Regions from separate parts of the Mus musculus genome. Here region 1 is linked to region 2. A link is a contact called in public HiChIP or PLAC-seq data. All regions are on one chromosome and are shown on one strand. Each heading gives the region's core, a stretch centred on a gene start, on an enhancer-like site or on the middle of the called end of the contact. The rest is flanking DNA. Distances are from core to core; before and after follow the strand shown. Region 1 overlaps Srl (sarcalumenin). Region 2 overlaps Adcy9 (adenylate cyclase 9).

The links. HiChIP or PLAC-seq counts read pairs in DNA pulled down with a chosen protein or histone mark.
Region 1: an H3K27ac HiChIP or PLAC-seq map of microglia shows a contact between it and region 2, with 5 times the contacts expected there. The contact joins two enhancer-like sites. A contact is called at or near these places in 1 of 15 datasets of contacts at CTCF or cohesin (the NIH/3T3 cell line), 3 of 115 datasets of contacts at active chromatin or transcription factors (embryonic stem cells, forebrain and microglia) and 3 of 9 other capture datasets (adipose tissue, liver and pancreatic islet).

What each region holds. Positions count from the first base shown.
Region 1 is chr16:4,498,905-4,503,772 of GRCm38.p6, forward strand. All of the region lies in intron 1 of Srl (sarcalumenin), which reads right to left. Among named protein-coding and RNA genes, the nearest start is that of Srl, 22 kb to the right of the region's middle. Within about 2 kb of position 2,012, at least 53 of the 459 cell types and tissues checked have an H3K27ac peak or open chromatin away from gene starts, as enhancers often do. A contact at or near this core is called in adipose tissue and microglia, where this site is marked.
Region 2 is chr16:4,403,470-4,407,979 of GRCm38.p6, forward strand. The region is part of intron 2 of Adcy9 (adenylate cyclase 9); the gene reads right to left. Among named protein-coding and RNA genes, the nearest start is that of Adcy9, 15 kb to the right of the region's middle. Within about 2 kb of position 2,037, at least 58 of the 459 cell types and tissues checked have an H3K27ac peak or open chromatin away from gene starts, as enhancers often do. A contact at or near this core is called in adipose tissue and microglia, where this site is marked.

The DNA.
Region 1 (4,868 bases), core at 762-3,261, 95 kb after region 2:
AGAAGCTCCTAAAGAGGAGCCCTATATACAAATGTATAAAACTTTACCCCAAGCACACCAGTATTTCTGAGCTCGCTCATCTTGTCTGGAAGATTCTAGACCTAAATTGGTGATGGTCTTTGCTTTGCCACAGACACATGGCCACCATGTGATTAGAACACAGCGCTGCCAACTCCTGGTCCATGATGTATTCAGGGGGCACAGGAACCTTCTGATGGCAATCCCAGCCCCTGACTGCACTTATCCCCTTTCCAGGATTATATACCTCGCTCGTGGGTAGCAGAATCAATGTTTTAATTGTGTGTTTCCAGTGCGTATGACCCTTGGATGCCCTACAGAAAGTTCTAGGAGTCTGCATTTACATGTAGGTACCAGTAAGAATTCCTGGTCCCTTGGTCACAGCAGGGGGAGCTAAATATTACTTGCCCCAATTCCTTCTCCTGCATTTCTAACTCCCTAGTCCCTGAGAAGAATCTGGGCAGGAATTTGGTTTAACCTAAGGAAACTGACAATCCTCTGGGCAACAAGATGTATAAATATAGCTGAGAAACAGTCACATAATTATTTACCATGCCAGGCAATAGGAAACATGTCAGTCTCGCTTAAGACTTAGAGTTACTTGCTTCTGAAAAACAATTACTTATGTCTCTTTCATAGGTGAGAAGACTTATATGCTGGGCCCTACCAGTGTCACATAGCTAGTAACAGACTGAGGGCCTTTGGAAAGGACATTGCCTGACCTCTGAGCAGGGTTATCACTACTCAAATTGTGGCCCAGAAACCAGCTTCTTCCTCAGCATTGCCTCAGAGTTCTCTGGAGACAGAGTTCTCAGGCGCCAGCCAGGACACAAGGATCCGTACAGATAACTCTGGATCAGGAGGCCCTGGTCTCCACCACTTCCTCTCCATTCCCTATGGTTCTCAACACATGGAACCACCTTGTTCTTCACTCTTGGTTCCTCTCCTTCACATGTAAATTATCCAGGGTGCAGCCCCAGCAACAACAAAAAATATCTTCAGTAATGCCAGCACACAAAATTACAAACCACCGCAGCTCAAAGAAAAATAATTTTGACCCCAAGGCTTCTGCTCCCAGCCCCTCTATATTGAGCGGATCCCCACTAGGAGCTCCCAACTTGGGGTAGGCCTCTGAAACCTGGCATCTTTCCTTGGAACAGCGGTAGTTACTAGTTGTCTCTCTGATGAGTCTAACCCTTTCCACAGGCTCCTGTTGCTCTATGATGATGAAGAAGGTGATGACGGTGACAGTGGTGGTGGTGGTGGTGGTGGCTATAGTGATGACACCGAGGTAAATAGATTCTAGGACTGGCTTCTTCTTATATTTCAGAGAAACTCTGACTCCAGTGAGAGTGGCATCATCCAAAAGAGCATGAGAAGCCAGATGTTGTGGAGTTACCTGAGGCCTTCAGACTGCTGTGTTTCCACTTTTAGATACCTTGATATCTCCCATATTTGGTTTTTACCTTAGAGCCAACCTGCTCCTGAATGTCTGCTAAACAGTTTGGAATGAGAGGCTGATGCCCCCATGACCTTCCTTCTCAGGCTAAAACTAACTGCTCTGGCAGAAAGACTTTCAATGAAGCCAGCTGTCCTGTTGGGGCTCCCGCGTCTCACACTCAGGAAGCACTGGACCCGAGTCTGTTGGGGGAGCACATCTGGTGCTCAGTTCCTTGAGACCCAAGGCCGGTGTCCTTCCTTTTCTCCCTCCCTGGCTTCTTGCCAGAGTCCCTGTTGGTGCCCAAGGGGAGAGGGATGAGGGGACACAGAGGACCCCAGGTGGGCTGAGTGGAAAGCGTGTGATTCCCTCTAGGATGTGAAGTCTCACACTGTATGAACCCCTGCCAGCACAGCCACCTCAGCTCTGCCAGGCCTGAGCACTGACGTCAAGGCACATGAATAGCCTCCAGCTCATCCCCCAGAGGCCCATGGGAGGACTAAGCACCTGATGTGCTGGGCCCCAGCTCACTCACACTCAGGCACAGCCTGGCATAAGCATTACTACCTCTTTCTGGGCACCGCCCCCCCAATCAACCCTCTTGAGGAATCTAAGCTTTTTGCTGCTTTACCAACCCTCACGCCATCAGTTGCTCCCACATACTGCTGGGCTTCTCTTCCCCCCCCCCCCAGAGGCACCCTCACTTTACTTCCTCTACCCCTCCTTTGTCCCACAGCGCCTTCTGTGGACTTGAAGAACTGTTGAGTTTCCAAGGGCCTTATGAACCCAACTGGAAAGGGAGGGACTTAAGGGCTGGCCAGAGGACAAGGTCAGGCCGGGACAGAGCCCTGGTCTGTGGCCTTCAGTCTAGTGTTCCCACTGAATCTCCGAGGTTTACCTGCTTGGGTTCCAGGAAGTAGCTAAGAGTAGAAGGAGATGAAATAGCCTAGAGATGAGGCCTCCTTCATGTTCCTTGCCTCCCTCAAATGTTTATAGACTGGGGAGGAAAGAAGAAGAGCAGCAATCAGAGCTCTTCCTTTCTGTTCTGGGTAGCAGTCCTTCACTTGTCTGATCCATGGGTGCAAAGTTCTGAGAGAGATCCTGTCTGGCCCTCATGGTTCTGAGAGAGCTGGGGGTCCTCACAGCCCTCTCAGGTAGAAAAGGCAAGGTTTATCAATCTCTCTTGAAAGGAGGAGGCAGACACAGGAAATATAAGATATCTGTTTCATAAGCCACCCATGCAGCCTTCTTCCTGAGAATGCTGTGACCACACCTGCAAAGCTTTTCAAGCACTGAATCCAGGCTCTAGGGTTGGGCCCATAGATAGCTGTGTTTTATAAGACAATTCTACATAACACCAAGGCCTGAGACCCTCAATGTTAAATCCTCCTTTTGACCATGACTCATATACACATATGCAAATGAGCCATCAATAGTAATAAAGATGCCAAGGGAAAAGTCTTTCCTGGTTCTACACTTTATCAGGACGTGCTGGCCTTGGAGCATACAGGAGTTCCAAGTCCCACCAGCTGTCCTTGGCTCACATGTCAGCTTCTCATGGGTTGTAAATCCAAAGTGACCAGGGAAACATTAGAACCCACGATGCTGATGCTGTCCTCTTTCTTTCTATCTTCTGTCTCACACCCTCTGCCTTCCACTGACCCGTCTTCCACATCTTGTCTCTGGACACTGCTGGGCTGGACAGACACAGACCAGCAGCCTCTTCTCCTGCCTTCATCAATGTATTCATTTTACTTATTTGTTTATTTATTCTACATTATTCTACAGAGTGACTGTTCACCATTCCAGGTAAAGACTTTATCAAACAATGTGGCTGCCAGCTGATGCCATTTAGGGTTTCAACAGAGAAGTTTCTGCCAGAGGAAGGTTGTCCACATCCTCCCAGGACCCAGAACCAGTCTCTAGCCATCCTTTGGCCTTTAACCCTTCCTCCAGACAAAGGAGACGAGGTCTAGTAGAAGAGGCAGTGGTGGTTTTCTTTGGCTTCCTGGCCAAGTCTCTAAAGTCAAGGCTAATCCCACCAATATGGCTCATCCCAGGCAGTACTCTGGTCCCTCAATGATTTGGTGAAGGAACGGGACACAGCAGCAAAGGCAGCTATTACAGAGAATCATCTGAGTGACCAACTACTTATCTAACTTCACTAAGCAAAACTCTAAAAAGCACCTGCCTTGAGGCCACAGGAGTCATTGGCTTCTAGAACCCAGCTCCCTGCAGTGTCTAAATTGTCCCTGTCCAAGCCAAATCTTCACTCCTACCTCCACTTAGCCAATGACAGAGCTATGTTTGGCTTAAAACTTCTGCTGCTGCTGCTGCTGCTGCTCATTCTACTTCCTCCTCTTCCTCCTCCTCCTCTCCCTCTCTTCCTCCCCCCCCCCTTTTTTTTTAATTTTTACTTTTTGAGACAGGCTTTTTCTGTGTAGTTGTGGCTGTTCTGGAACTCATTTTGTAGACCAGACTGGTTCAAACTCAGAGATCCACCACCTCTGCCTCAGAACAAGGAATTCTTAGCCCACCTACATCTTCTCCCTTTGAAAAAGATCAAAGACTTCAACACACTTGCTTTTTACCTATAAAGTACACAGAACTGACATAATAATTTTGTTTTCCACCTCATACCTAGTTCCTATGAATATCTGGTTTGAGAGATATACAGAGAAATTGCTATAAATCCTCTAACCATTGGCAGATATGTAGGGCTTGTGGTAGATGCCAGGGGGATTCATAATGTAAATGATGTTTGTTTATTTTTCGTTTGTGGGTGATTAGTTGGCTAGTTGGGTTTCTTATTTTTGTTTATTTGTCTTTGAAATAAGCTCTCAGATAGTGTGGTGTGGCCTTCAAACTCATTATGTGGCCAGGGCTGGTCTTAAGCTCCGAATCCTAAGCCTCTATCTCCCAAGTGCTAAGATCACAGGCATACATCACCAGGCCCAGACAATTGGTTTTTGAGTTTTTGTGAGGTTTTTTGTTTGTTGTCTTTTGTAACAGGGTTTCTTTATCTATATCACCCTGGATGTCCTGGAACTCACAGAGATCTTCCTGTACCTCCCAGGTACTGGGATCAAAGGCATTGTCAGCACTGCCCAGCTAATTGATTTTTTAAGCCAAGGTTGTGCTATATAGTTCTGGGTGGCTTGGTACTATATTTAACTCAGCCTGGCCTCAAACCACAGCAGTCTTTGTGCTTTAGCCTAAGTGATGGTATTAAGAGGATGTGTTACCACACCTGACTTGCGCACTCATTTTGAAAGATGAGTATCTCTAGGGGAAGACATCATCAGTCCTTAGCTGGGAGTGTGGCTCAGATGGTAGAGTGCTGGCCCAGCACACACAAAGCCCTAGGTTCAATCCCCAGGACTGCATAGACCAAATGTGGTGGCACATGCCT
Region 2 (4,510 bases), core at 787-3,286:
TAAAAGCCAGAGCAAACTTGCTACAGGGAAACATACTAACAGTTATGTAAGAGTTGACAGCAAGAGACAGATCAAAAAGATTAATTTTCAAAATGTAAGGGATGGAAAAACAGAGCAATCTTCATTTGCTTAAAGAAAAAAAACTATTTTAAAAGGAAATTTCTATATTAGTGAAGGCGGAATAACAAGGAGTAAAAATGACCGAGTCATCAGGAAAAATCACATTTTATTTGGCATATTTCACTTTTATGAAACTGTTTCATACACTGCAAAAATACAGAACCAGATGTTTACATTGGTTAAAACAGGGAAATGGCTGCTGGGCAGGCATGGAAGGTGGCTTGTGCCAGAAATCCCAACACTGCGAGGTTGAGGCAGGAAGCTTGCTAAGAATTCAAGGCCAACCTGAGCTACAAAGTGAGACCCTGTCTCCAAAATGAATAAAGAAAAAGGATTTCTTTTTTTTTTCTGATTGACTACTGGATGAAATCTTCAGCTCTTCAGAGAACTCAGGCATCCAGAGAGACTTACTATAATTGGTACTTACATCTACAAAGTATCAGATGAGAGCGGTTTCATACTCGACCGCATCCTTCCCCTATAACCCTCCAGTAAGGAACTGGCTGGAAGAAAGGGAAAAGCCCCCAAGAACTTAATGTTTAATCAACCTGGAATAAGCCTAGAAGAGAGAATGACTATTTAAAAAAATAACTTAACTGGTTATAAAATATGTACATCAAATTATAATCTAGTCCTAATTCTCACTTAACCTCCTCTTTCAGAAAAAACTCAAACAATGGCAAAAATAAAAGGGCTAATTCTCATACATGGTACATTATTAATCAATAAAGGTTCCTATCACTCACCTTATTCTAATCAGCTTGGGTGTTTAAAAAAAAAAACCTGTTCCATCGACTGACAGATGGACAAAGAAAATGATGTCTGCCCTTACACTGATGAGTTCCTGCTGCAAGGTCCAGAGCTCAGGAACACCAGAGAGCAGAGAGCAGCAGAGTGTTTGCCTAGCACATGTAGGCTCTTAGTTTTGATCTCCAGCACGTGGGGCAGGGGCACATGATATCTAGCAAAAGATGCCATTCATCAAAGGGCCCATGATTCTGTTTGAATGAAAAGTCTGCAGGTTCTGCATCATCACCAACAGCTGGGAGGGAAGTTTGGGGAGAACAGGAAGTGACAGCTAATTAATAAGCATTCCAAAAATTGATTGTGGAGATGCTCACACAGCTCTTAAAAAGTCAGATGGTTCAATGGGTAAACTCCGTGTAGCCAAGGCTGGCAATCTAAGTTCAATTCCCAGGATCCACATGGTAGAAGGAGAGAAGAGAAGACTCACACACGTTACCCTCTGACCTTTGTACGCATGCTTTGGTACACATGTACCCATATACATACACACAAATAAATAAGTACATATTGAGAAACATTTACTGAATGCTTTATATAAGCAAGTTGCATGGCATGAAAATTGTTTCTAAAAAAAACTTTGATATGAAAAAGTAAATCAAAGAAAAGTTCAAATGTATCAGCCAAGGGACACTTGCTGAACCTCAGCCAAAGCTGTGGAAGAGACAGAAACCTTACTTCAGGGCAGGGCTTCTCCAGGAGAAGCATCTGAAACTCAACTGCTATAAATAAAGTCGCAGCATGCGCAGAGCTGGGAAGGCAAACGGTTCTACTTGAGCTCACACAGCAGAGGAACCAAGCTGACATCTTAGAACCCGCAGCTCTTAAAGCACTCATGATAAAAATTTCTCTCCTGAGCCAGAAAGAACATTGTGCTAAGTTATTCCAGCTGAGAAATTCTCTGGGAAATGTGTGTAAAAGACAAGGAAACACCCCTGAAATATCTTGTTTGCATGGCAATCCTAAGTTTCTAACCCTTGCAAACAGACAGGAACACCGTCAGTCACTTTGGATGTCTGCGTGACTCTGGCTGGCAGGCTCACTACCTGGACCTCTGTGGAGTTCAAGTTTGACCACAGGTCATGGGACAAAGGTACTATTCAATGACAACACTGTATTTCAAAACCAAATAGAGCACTTCCCTCTTGCTACTTTATTTCACTAGCTTTGCAAACCACAGAGTGTTACATTCCCTGCCAGGAGCGCCCTTGCTATTCCTTAGAAAGGATAAGGAATGCACTGGAGAAAGGCAAGGTTCAAACCACTATAAACAAAGCAGAGGGTGGTGCCCAAAGGCAAGCTCAAGGCTCTCGGTTCACTCCTAGAACATTCTCCCCACTGTGTGAGGGGGAGGGGAGGGGACTGGGGATCAAATGTTTTATATCAGTGATTGAAGTGAAGCAAAATGTACAGAGAAAATAAAAAATCTTTATAATATTCGGAGCTCCAATATACCTGGGGACTCCTAGGAAGACCACCAAGTCTCTGAGTTACTATACGTGACAACCAAACTGGGGGATAAAGGCAGGAGAAACAAGTACCTTATGAGTGGCACACTTGGTAACAAACTTATTAGTCTAATATTTGCTCAGTTCTACTAAAGAAAAACGTGGCAACACCATGAAATTCATTTTATTGACAACTAATCTTCTGTTCTCTTTCTGACATAATTAATGTTCAGGTTCATGTCCAGGCTAAGGAACACCCATGGGAAGGTGGATATGACCAGGACAACATGGGGAACCCCTGTGCTCCTAAGGCAAGGTGGGTGGCAAGGTGGGGAATCTCCAGAAGCCCCCAGGCAGCACCATCAAAGAGATTCTGTCTGAAACAAAGACCAACACCCAAGACTGCCCCTTGATCTTCATAAGCACTCACCATACACCACCCTACTTACCCCTCCCCCACCACACATACACACACACACACACACACACACACACACACACACACACACACACGCACGCACGCACGCACGCACAGAGAGAGACAGACCAAAAAGAAACACATCCTTTAAACAATTGTATTCATTTCTCAGTTCCCCCAAGCTATTTCAAAAACAGTTCTCAAACTTTCAAAGTGAAGTGGGGTCCTCATGGGATATTCTTGTTTTGTATAACAAATGTGATCCCGAAAACCCATGTGTAAATTTATACTTCTAGAATTCAACCTTACTTATGTTTAAAGGAAGCAAAGAACCCTCTATGAAGTTAAGAATCTTAAACATACCCCATAATTTAGTGGTTCTGTAAATCTGAATTTCCCTATGCTAAATTTGTCTAAATGAGGGTTCTTAGTTTAAATCAATGGACAAAGGGGAAACCACTTCTCCGAATTAAGGAAAGTACTATTTTCCAATCCTGAGAGAATCTCAGCTATTCCTAGAGGACAGTGGGGACCTTAAAGCTCAGCCACTTCAGAGTTTATATTTTATAAACAAGAGAAATCTGAAAGTCAGCAAGGCTAAGCAGGAGTGGGGAGAACTCTGCCAAATGTGCTGACCTTGGGGGCGGAGAGAGCATCTTAAGATGGAAAGCTGCTCTGCAAGAGCGAAGCCATCTCACAACTGTGATAATTCTGTAACAGCGCTCCCCTGTCAGACACAGCCCCCACCCCAACTATCAAGCAGTGCCCTGACATGACAAAAAGGAACACAGATGACCTTAGACACTTCTGGAGATAAGAACTCAGTCACAAAGAGTCACAAAATACAGTGCCACCTGCACTTTCAAGTAGTCACACTTAATAATGTAAAGTTAACTGGATCACTCATAAACAACATTTACTTAAATCAGAGCTTTTGTGATACAATGTTATTTTAAAATCTGTATACAAAAAAATATATCAGATGACTATAGGTTTTCTTCCTCTCTAGATCACATTTTAAAAAAAAGTAAGCTACTATTTCTCAAATAAATCAAATATGAAAACAAATGACTGAAAAGCTGATTTCTGTATAGCATTTTTTCCTGCTTTGGAAGGAAAAAGCAACTGAACAGAATTTAACAACATTACATTAAAATCCTGGAAATTATGTAAAACAAATAACCTGAAGCTTTGTTCCCCCAAGGGGGGGGGGGGATAAGTGAGTGTATAATGATGGGTTTATGTACATAAATGACAAAGAGTTACCACAAGTACAAAATTACTCAAGATAAATATACTTCTTGAGACGTCTATGTAAAGCTTGCAGCTCGCCTGAATAAATGAAGTCAGTTCACCTTTTCCATACCCCTAGTCCTGTGCTTTCCTACCACAGCCCAAGCTGCTCTCCTTGCCTTCCAGCCACAGGAACACAGCAGGCCAGAGGCTGTCAGCTCAAGTTCACATCCTCAGGCCCAGTGTCCTGACTGGCTCTCCTCCATTGCCCATTCTAGTTCCTGCCAAAGCCCCCTCTGTGTTAAAGACTTAGCTCAGTAATGGATACTGTTCCATGCCAGACTATATCCCAAACACCTACACAAAACAAACTGGAAGGGCAGAGAAGGCCACAGGGCTTTGCTAGGAATGGCTAGGGAGTTCACTGAGCAGAGGCTGCAGGTGGGCTACTGTTTGCTTTGGTTTGGTTTTGGTTCTTTTGTAGTGA